2 separate regions of the Aedes aegypti genome follow, and region 2 is linked to region 1. A link is a contact called in public Hi-C data. All regions are on one chromosome and are shown on one strand. The core of a region is the stretch at or near the end of the contact, and the rest is flanking DNA. Distances in the headings are between cores, read along the strand shown. Region 1 holds the start of LOC5578081 (copper-transporting ATPase 1). Region 2 overlaps LOC5578084.

Region 1 (5,219 bases), core at 161-2,660:
ATCTCTCAGCTGACTGAAAAGGTTCTTCGGTCTTTAATAATAATAATGTTTTTCTAGCTCATGAATGTTAGCTCTTCCGCGATGACCGTAAGGACATGGTATTATTGACATTTGAATTTTATGCTCTCGATTTGGGCAGTTAAAGGATAATTAGCTAATCCTAAGCCCTAGTCAATGGATCATTGTTCAACTTCGATTATTCTGGTCAATCATGGAGTAACAACTACAAATTGTACCGTCATCTGTGGGAATTTTGAAACTCATGTTAATTGAAGTTTAGAGATAAAATAATCTCGAGACATACTGGAATTCCTACGGATTTGCATACTGGTTAAACAAAACTAATTTAAAGACGCGGAAACAGTGAACTTCAGATTGCCAAGCCTAAGTGCAATTATCAGCGCGTAAATTCCTACCATGTGCAGAAACAGCTGCTTGACGCAGTTTTTTCTCTACTCATTCGCACCGTGATAGAAAATAGCAATGACCGCTGATAGTCTACTTCTTCTATGCATATAGATAGGCGTTCGGGTTGGTGTGTCGTCTTATAGCAGAAACGACGCCCTAATTGAAGTACAATAGCGCAATCAACTGATAATGATCTCGTGACAACCACCGAAATCGGCGGCGCGGACTTATTCCCCACTAGATTACTGGAGGTTCGAATAAGGTGACATATTTTCGAATGGTTATCGTAGGCGATATCGCCGAGATGTGATTGATAGTTGTGCGAGGGTGTTGAAAGATTAATCTTTGCCATTACAGGTAATGAATGATGAGTACTTACATAGACTTGTACAGTTTACCAGCTGGACTAGGAGTCTCCATAAGGTTAGCATTGACTGTTTGCAGGGCGGGTTTATCGTCGGACCCTGAAATATGTGACCATTAGTTAAACAGTCCAATACCACCCCCAGAAAAACCCTCCAACTTACCTGCCGGCAGCGTCGACTCTTGATTCAATTTCGTTTCCTCCTCCATTGCGAACGCCAAGAACTGAACTCCTCTTTGTTCGAATCAATTAAAACAATCAAGCTTTGTGTCCAAGAAACGGACTGACTCTATTCCACCATTACACAACCTTATCTGCGCTTCGATTCGAATGAGTTTACGCCCGCACATTTGCTGCACACATATGGAATCGAATTCTTCATTGTTCAACTTAGCATGTACCAGCTAAAGATCATTTCGCACAATCAGAATTCGATATAGTTCAATGCCGTCCGGAACAGGAAATTTACACGTTCATCAAAACCTGAAGAATGTTGTAAACACGCCCCACACGTAGCCAGTCGAATTCGGAACGAACGATGGACAAAAACGCGACCCGACAGCGGTGACCGATTGTTCTTGAATGAAGAAGCGAAGTCCTGTTGGTTCACGGGACTGTGTGTGACGTTTGGTGATTGATTTTGTTTTGGTTGCTTGCTGTTACGGTTCTGTGCGTAATGATTTTCATTCATGACACCAATGATGACAATGATGGGTCATGATGATAGAGCTGTGCCGTACGCATGGTGTGTTGATCAATGAACATTAGACATGCTCGGAATTTTGGAAGCTTCATGGACTAAAGCTTCTGTTCCGCTCAAGAAAAAACTCATCTTTCCTCTGGTCGACACTATTATGCATCCGGTAGAAATCAAGACCAACACTTATTTAAAATTATTGTTTTCTCGGGCCCCGATCGTCGCAACTAATATGTGAATAGTGCGGTGTGTTCATAAAAATCGTAAGAATGCAGCGCCACACTAGAAAAACTGATTTCTAAATTTGGCGAGTTGAGGCGCGTCACGAGTCTCACTGGCGCGATCCGGTTTGATGGTTTGGTGCATGCCGTGGTGCGACAATATCGGTAAAAATTTTTTCGCAAGAAATAGTCGAGAAAATAATATTCTATATACAGCAAGCCCTATTCGAAATGACATTTCTTTTCAGCTGCGTACTGCCATCGAATAAAAGTGCTTTTCTTGACTTTCTATTGAATTCTATTCGTTCGAATCCATGGCCCTTGATTTTGCTGGCGTAAATGGAAATGCAAAACGGTTTACGATCGAAAGCGCATTCGAACGTAAACAAAAAATAGGAGTGAAAATGCACTGCCGTATTATTGTAGTAGGGCAGTGCATTTGCCCACACAGAGGTAATCACGAATATTGGGAGACAAAAATAACCGTAGAGGTAAACGCACAACCATATTTAGCATGCGGTCATGCTGATAGTCATCAGCTTGCTTTTCTCCAGCACTAAACTTTCGAAAAGGTCATTTTGAACAGAATGATGGTCCACATGTCCACCATAACGAAAATTCAATTCTGAAGGCTATTCTACTATGGTCTTGCTCTTCTAGACATAGAAAAAGCATTCGACGGTGTTTGGAATGAAGGCTTGATTGCAGAATTTAAAAAAAAAACTTTATTTAGAAAAATCTACGCATATCTGAAAATTTCAATTTATATTTATTTATTTTATATATGTCGCAGTGAAAATTCGACGGTGTTTGGAATGAAGGCTTGATTGCAGAATTTAAAAAAAACTTTATTTAGAAAAATCTACGCTCATCTGAAAATTTCAATTTATTTATTTATATACTTATATATGTCGCAGTGATAATCATATCGATATATATATTGTAGATTTGGATTCAAACTCCAACGAGAAGAAGCATTTGAACCGGTCTAAGCTATAGTCTTTTTGTGTTGTTATGTAAGTGGGAGAAAGAAAGAAGGCAAAGAAGACACTCTCCGCCAGCAGATTGTCAAATCCGTGTGCTGCTGCCAGAACAAAAGTGTAATCATTTTCAATCCGCTGATTTTTGCGTAACTTTGCCCAGGTATATTTTCTGTATTCAACGAATCTCACAATTTTAGGCTTCATGTCGATTTTATCGTTCTGGCGCCGTTATCGGGTGGTTATCATCTTTCCGACATTGGCCATCTCCTCCATCTACGCTGATTACTCGTACACCCGCAAGTGGAAGCAGCAGAAGCAGATCCCCCAGGCGCAAGTTCCCCAGGTGTAGTTTCTCCCGAAGGCAAGAAGATGTTTGGACTGACCCGACAGTACTTGCTGGCGGCCATCCCACTGGCCGGCTACGGTTTCGGATGGTTTTTGGATAACAAGGAAACCGAACGTATGACGATGTTCCGCGACAAGAGCGCACTTTACGGAAGGGTTCTGAAGGAAGGAGAGAAGCCCTCGTGGCCCTGATCGACGTCTGGTTGTAGGTTGTTGATGTTTAGTGGGAAATAAATGTTTCAAGAATAATTGAATCGAGTGTTTTATTTGAAACTAGCTTACTCTACGTAGCTAGCCATGTTCCACCAGAATTTGGAATTAAAAAACTTTTATAGATTGATAATATGGCATGTTATCGCCAGGGATACTTTAGGGACTAAGTCAATCCTATTCTTGTTTACGGAGTATCCATGTTTTAATCAAATCCTATTTGTTTGGAACCATCAAATGGGATTCTACCAACGAAAACGGAAATTCGCATTCGAACGTTAACAAGAATAGGGCAAATCGTCATGATCAGAAACAACTTAAAATATACTCGGTAGAATCGCTTGTGCTGTTAAAGAAAAAATCTCTAGTAAAAAAATACTTGAATGAATCTTTGTTATTTTTTGAGGAATCTTAGCACGACATTCTTTAGAGAAATCCCTGAAAAAACCACCCGATTTTTTTGCGTTTGAAGAGTTTTTGGAAGAACAGTTGAGCGAAACCCACTAAAAATGTTTGATTTATTTAAAATTTTCTTAGGTAAACATTTTTGAGGAAATTTTAGAGCATTATTTTTGAGGGAGTTTTGAAGAAAAGCGGCATTATCAATGCTACGAATTTTTCAAGCAATCCTGGTACAATTTCTGAGTGATTTTCTGAAAGATTGGTTGAATGAATCTGGAGAAAAACTTCAGGAAGAACCTTAAAGGCAATGTTGGAAAAACTGTTGGTGAATTTTCTGAAGAATTTGTGGAAATAATCCTTGGTTGGTGATCTTGAGAACAATGTTGGTGAGAATCCTAGCACTTCTTGTATTTTTTAAGAGATCCTCAATAATTGCAGAAAATCCTAAATCAATTAATAAGGAAAATCTGGATGATGTTTCAAACTAACATTTGGAGTTTGTACGTTATAAATAGGTTTTCCAGGAAAAATGTTTAAAATAATTTCTAAAGTATTCTCTGGTGGAATCCTTCAAGAGATTTTTTTCAATCAAATTGTATTGAATTGTATGATAGAGATTCTTCGAGAATATATTTGGCAAGATCAGAAAGCAAAGCTTCAGGAAAAAATAGTTGAGTAATAACTACTAATCCCGGGAATGATGTTCCGTGGGACTAAGGCTCATTGAAAACTGGTTAAGGAGTTCTTGGAGAGAGCTCTGAAAAAGTACGGAAATAATGCATGAAGAAATATCCGTGTGAATTCCCAGAGGAATCTCATAAAAGTGCAAGGTTGAATATTTGAAAAGTTCGTTAAAGAATCACAAGCGGCATTCCTCGTGAGTGAGTTGGAAGAATTATGGAATGATTTTTTTACTCGATTAGACAAAGAATGAATATTTTCCGTAGTGAAAATTTGAATTTACAAAGATCAATAATCAATTAATACATCTCCATCAATATACACCTGCTTATGCTTGTAGATCCTTAGGCCTGTAATCCATTGAGTCCTTGGACGACTAAGAACATCGATAATTATCCATACAATGCCCTATCAACTTACGTGAATGGTAAGGGGTTTGTGTTAATATTATATAAAACTATTAAAAGGTTGCTTATCACACCAGAAGATTGAAGGTATTTATTCCAGGAAGATTTTTTGGGCGAACTAGAACACTTGTTTTACTCAATTAGTCACCAAAACTGGGATCTTTGATATACAATTGGCTCTTCAAAATCTTCTTGGGTCCAGTATTGTGAAATATTCTTCTACTTAGAAATGATTGATTCATTTCTGATCTACATTTACTCATTTACTATGTCCAAACTCCAAGCAGTTCTTGAAAGACCTTAACTTGCACAGATTTTAACCGAATAAATCAATAATATGCTTAGAATAATTTCTCAAAATTATAAAAAAATATTTCTTACAAGTAGACTCCAAAAGGCAAAACCTCGTCTTACGAACTAAGATTCCTCGTTTCATGAACTGATTGAATTTACGAACACCCTATCTACAATGGGTTACATACATGGCCTAATTCGCTACTC
Region 2 (5,258 bases), core at 557-3,056, 36 kb after region 1:
AGGAAACCGCTCTGTTGCCAGAAAAATGAGGAAAATAATGTAGCTATAATCAGACGTCATTTCGTATTCTACCTTTGACAATAGGCATACTTACAGACGAAGAAAAAATCAACAAGAACAATTCGAAAAATGAAGATATCGAGATAAGGAGGATATCGATATATGTAAAGCAAATTTATATGCAGAATGATGGGACCAGTGTTGTAAGCAAGCACGGTAGTCGACACGTTTTCGCTGACATTTGGTAACGTTTGCAACACGAGCGATTATGTCAGAATGTCAGAAAGAAAAATATCAATTGAATGCTTCTGATCACGACAGCTTCGCTAGGAAACGTTACGATTTTTATTGTTTCTGACATTTTTCGTAATAGGTGCGGCTTTCACGGTATGTGTATCACAGTCGACATAACAAGCAAGTTCAAACTATGGTCCAATGCACGCGTTCTCTCGTTGTCGTTTGAGCGAAGTCGTGTTATTTACGTGACCATGGAAACAAGTGAATTCGGCACCGCTCAAACGTCAAATTAGTTAACTCGTGCATAGGTCCATTCAGGTTACTTATTATCCGATATGTCTGAATTTTATGCAAAACTTATGATTTATGCGAATGTCATCGTGTCAGACAACATTCAATTGACAGTTTTTTTTTATGTTTCTCGGTGTAAGAGGTGACGGTAGCGGATGAATGTAGAAAAATAAAAAGACTGCTGACCATGGCAACTAAACGAACGTCGCGCAAAGTGTTGAATGTTTACGTTCTCGCTGAAATGTTTATAGATATGTCACTCGCTATGGACCAATGCACGAGTTCACTATTATGACGTTTGAGCGGTACCAAATTCACTCGTTGCCATTTCTCTGATTAGAAAATCCAATTTCTGCAAAAACTTGAAGTCATTTCATTTTAATATATCAATGTTCAATATTATCAAGCCATGCTTATCACCATTGAGTGATAAAAATTAAAGAAAAAACAACACAAACGGGTTATCAACTGAACTAACCCGTCAACTAATTTTGATAGCGGCAATTATCATCATAAATGGATGCATTGTACATTAAACACTCTCTTCTCATTTGATATCACATAAATAACACGGCACCGCTCAAACGTCAAATAGTGAACTCGTGCATTGGTCCATTGGTGGCAAATTGATCAAATTTTCAGCTGTAAGCACTTTTTGATCCCCTGTATTTGTTTTTTTTTTTCTTAAATTCAATGTTTTGATTCGTTTTGTTGTTCTCCATAGTGATACTGAAGATTTTTTTTTACTAAACTTTCGTTTAAATTTTTTTTTACGTATTCCACAAAAAACATACAAATATTTCTTCATGAACTTCAACTGTTACTACTACAAGCATAAATCACGAAATGCTTCTAGGAACATTCCTAGCAGAATTCTTCTATCTTCCGTAATATTTTGAAGAAATTATTTTAGAAGTTTTAAGAGTAGCAGATAACACTCCTCTGTTTGAAAAGTAAATGTGATTCAATCGACACAGTGTGAATATTTGGAACAAAATTTTCGACTCTGTAGTGATTTGATATGAATTGATAAAGTTCCACTCACATTGTACCCACAGGAACGGAAGAGCTTTATGAATAAATAAAATTGGTCAAACTCAAATTCGTTGGACCTTCAGCTGTTAGGGTAATCATAAGCAACCAAATTAAGAGAACCAAGAACAAAACAGAAAGTGCGTCACAACGATAGAAACAAATCAAACAAACTGATTCTGACTCACCATCTCGCAAATCCCCCGCTTCGATTTCCGACACTTCATTAGCCAAACAATCCAGTCCTTCGTTCTCCGAGCGTGCCTTCGTTCCACCGTAGGATGACTCATTAGTGTTCTTAGCACGCCATCCGTATCGGCTAAAGTTGTTGAGATTAGCACTGGGGTCGCTCAACCTTCGTTGATGTCGATAGTTGTAGTACTCATCGCAGTCTTCTTCCCACTCCGAGTCCCACATGTCCGTGGCGCAGAATCTTGAATATGATGAACACGTTAGTTTATCTATGCTTGTTTACTTCCATTGCTAAAAATAGAGCTGAACACATACCCAGGTTCACTGGTTGGAGTTTCGACTCCAGATCCTTTCGGTTTAGTCACAGCCATTTCGGCGTGTCCTTTCCCTTGGGGACCTTTCATCCTCACAAATTCGCACCGAGTTTGAGGACCGCCAGAACTGAACAAACCAAACGACATGCGCTGTGCCACCTTAGAACCAAGACTAGATTGCTAGAATTTCAAAAAAAAAAAAAAATTAAATAAATTATGTTCATACAACGTGATCACCAGCAAACTCACCCTGGCATCGTAGACCTTTTTCAGTGCATCGTAACGAATCGAGCCCAAAAATATCACACCTTGAACGCTACCATCCCTGTCAGTAGCAACCAGCTCCACACAGACCATTTCGCCATCCCGTACGAGAATATCGTGGAAAACTTCGTCAAAGTTGTCCACCATGAAGCAAATGTGCGGATAGGTAATCTCCTCGCTTTCGCCTTTGGTGTCCATCTTCCTCCGACTTGGCGAAGCGTACACCTTCTGCGAGTGTCGTCGCAGCACCTGAAGCTCTTTTGGCGAAGTCCTCGTACAAATGGCCAACGTCAGCGTGTAATCGAACTGATGGATCACCAGATTCAGGTAAACCGTCTCCTCCCAGTCCACATCCGGATCGCCGATCGGCAGTTTGCGAGAATCCTTTCGAAAGACTTCGATTTCCGTTTCATACTTTGGCATCACCCGGGAGGATCCCTTGACGTGTTTCTTGCGCACGAAGAACAGCAAATCATCGCAATCGATGCTGTGTTGTTTTTCCGTTTGGAAGAGAAAGTGCCGCACGAAGAGATCCGTCCAATAGGTGGTACCCTGTAGGACAACGAAGCCACCGTCTGCAATATCAAATGAGAAGAGAGGGTGTTTAATGTACAATGCCGCTATCAAAGTAGTTGACGGGTTAGTTCAGTTGATAACCCGTTTGTGATGTTTTTTCTTTCATTTTTATCGCTCAATGGTAGGTACTAAGCATGGCTTGATAATATTGAACATTGAAATATTAAAATCAAATGACATCAAGTTTTTGCAGAAATTGGATTTTCTAATCAGAGAAATGGAGAGTGAAGTCTTCCTTAGCCTAATTAAAAAGCCATGTTGAATGTATCTGGGTTCGATTCCAGGTCGGTCCAGAAGCTATTCGTATCGGAAATTTCCTTGATTTCCCTGGGCTTAGAGTAGGGTAGATATATTAGTCTTCACCCTGATTTGGTTTTCGCCCCCTTCATACAAATTTAAACTTTTTAGTATGAAAGGGCGAAGATTGGGGGGCGAAGACTAGATTTTTACCCTATCATTCTGCCTGCCACTCGCTATACGAATGCGGAAATTGCAAATTTGGGTAAGCAAGTTATGAGTTAAAAACATTGGAGGAACACTGAGCTGAGATACAGTACTCCTATTAGACGCTGTAATTTCTCAACAAATGTCAATCGATTCTGAAGAAATCTGGTAGGTAATAAGCTACTACTATGATTCAGTCACATACGAAAAATCGGCTTCATTCCATAAACAAATGCTGAGAAATTACCGTGGGATGCCACTATTTTGAGTTCCAAATTGAATCATTAATAAACAATTTTCGAAAATTGCAAAATAATGGATAAGGCGTCTAGATATGATTTCTGATCCTCAAATGGCTTTTTACGAAATTGCAAAATATGTTGTACGCAACTCGTAGCAGAATTAGATTTTTACAGCACTTGTCGTACCACTCGTGCTGTAGAAGTCTTCAACTTGTTGCTTGATAGTAGTTTACGGAACAAGTTGCAGAATGATGATGTTTACAGCACGACTCGTAAATTACGACAAGTGCTGTAAAAATCGAGTTCAGCAACGAGTTACGCACAACATCATTTTTTGCAATTTCGTAGAAGATCACTTGAGGGTATCAGAAACTATATCAGAACCAGGGATTGAATCCTGAGAAAATTGAGAGAATCTCTCACGTATCGCTCTCTGTAACTATCATAACATGCTGCACATTATGAGAGACTGTTTATCGTATACTGCTACAACTTTGATCAGATTGGGGGGATAGTAGTGCATGATAAAACCCCTCTAAACATGCTCCAAGCCTGGGGGACACTATTGCTATTGGAAGTTTGTGGATTGTTTATCGTGCCAGTAAAGAAAAACACCTATCCCCAACGGTAAACAAGCGAGAAAAATTGATTTTATCATCGCTCTCTCTTTGGGGCTCTCGCTCGCTGCTTCCATTTATCAGACTTGTTACACCTTGCGATACAATGACGATCGTGGACCACAACAGATGGGATGTTTTTCTTTGCTTGCTTTGATCGTGCTTCATACTCAAATGAGAGCGAATTCTGCAATGCCTGATCAGAACGCATTAACCATTATTTTACTATTTCTGAAAAATGGTTGTGTTATGATATATTACGTAACTCAAAACAGTTGTGTAATGAGAAAGCGTTGCGTAATGAATCATTACAGCACTGGTTTCAGTTGTGTAATGATTATTCCCGCACTGCATACTTTAGTGCAGGAAAGTAGGCCGTTTCATGACAGATTGGCGTGATGAAAAACAGCCTATTACGATGAGAAATTGCAAAAAATATTTTTGCAATTTCTTATCATAATAGGCTGTTTTTCATCACGCAAATCTGTCATGAAACGGCCCATTTTCCTGTACTGAAGTATGCAGTGGAGGAATAGTCATTACGCAACTGAAACCAGTGCTGTAATGATTAATTACGCAACGCTTTCTCATTACGCTGCTGTTTTGAGTTGCGTAATGAATCATTACACAATAATTTTTCAGAAACTGTAAAATGTTGATGAATGCATTCCGATATAATTTCTGATATCTTCAAGTGGTCTTCTACGAAATTGCAAAAATGTTGTACATGACTCGGCAAGCCTCGTAGGATAATTTTACGACTGCTGTAAAAATCATTATTCTGCAACTTGTTCCGTAAACTACTAGTTTCGTAAACTACTATTAAAACGTCGTTACAATAGCAACAAGAGCACGTTTATAGTGAAACCGTAACTAGAACCAATATTGGCACGCACTTTATGTTCAGGGAAGTCAAGGAATTATTAAGGCCGCACGGGACGTCATCATAATCACCCTATCCATTTCAAGAAGCAAATCCGAAGAACCACTCCATATATCGATGCGAAAATGTATCACTATCATTCTATATATGTAGTGCACAACCCGAT

Evidence for each region. Hi-C and Micro-C count contacts between places; a contact is called where the count stands out from the background.
Region 2: a contact with region 1 is called in a Hi-C map of whole pupa, with 1.8 times the contacts expected there. The contact joins the enhancer-like site here to the promoter of LOC5578081 in region 1. A contact is called at or near these places in 2 of 2 Hi-C or Micro-C datasets (whole body and whole pupa).

The regions. Positions count from the first base shown.
Region 1 is chr3:348,388,082-348,393,300 of AaegL5.0, forward strand. LOC5578081 (copper-transporting ATPase 1) reads right to left here and starts at 1,411. Exons shown (of 6, transcript XM_021853644.1): 1 at 936-1,411; 2 at 788-872. The coding sequence starts at 981. It overlaps LOC5578082 (NADH dehydrogenase [ubiquinone] 1 beta subcomplex subunit 1), which reads left to right and starts at 2,689. Exons shown (of 2, transcript XM_001656726.2): 1 at 2,689-2,833; 2 at 2,975-3,272. The coding sequence starts at 3,043. The coding sequence ends at 3,210.
Region 2 is chr3:348,423,360-348,428,617 of AaegL5.0, forward strand. It overlaps LOC5578084, which reads right to left. Exons shown (of 7, transcript XM_021854359.1): 2 at 2,316-2,905; 3 at 2,068-2,246; 4 at 1,749-1,993. Among protein-coding and RNA genes, the nearest start is that of LOC5578084, 10 kb to the right of the region's middle. Within about 2 kb of position 1,807, at least 2 of the 3 cell types and tissues checked have open chromatin away from gene starts, as enhancers often do.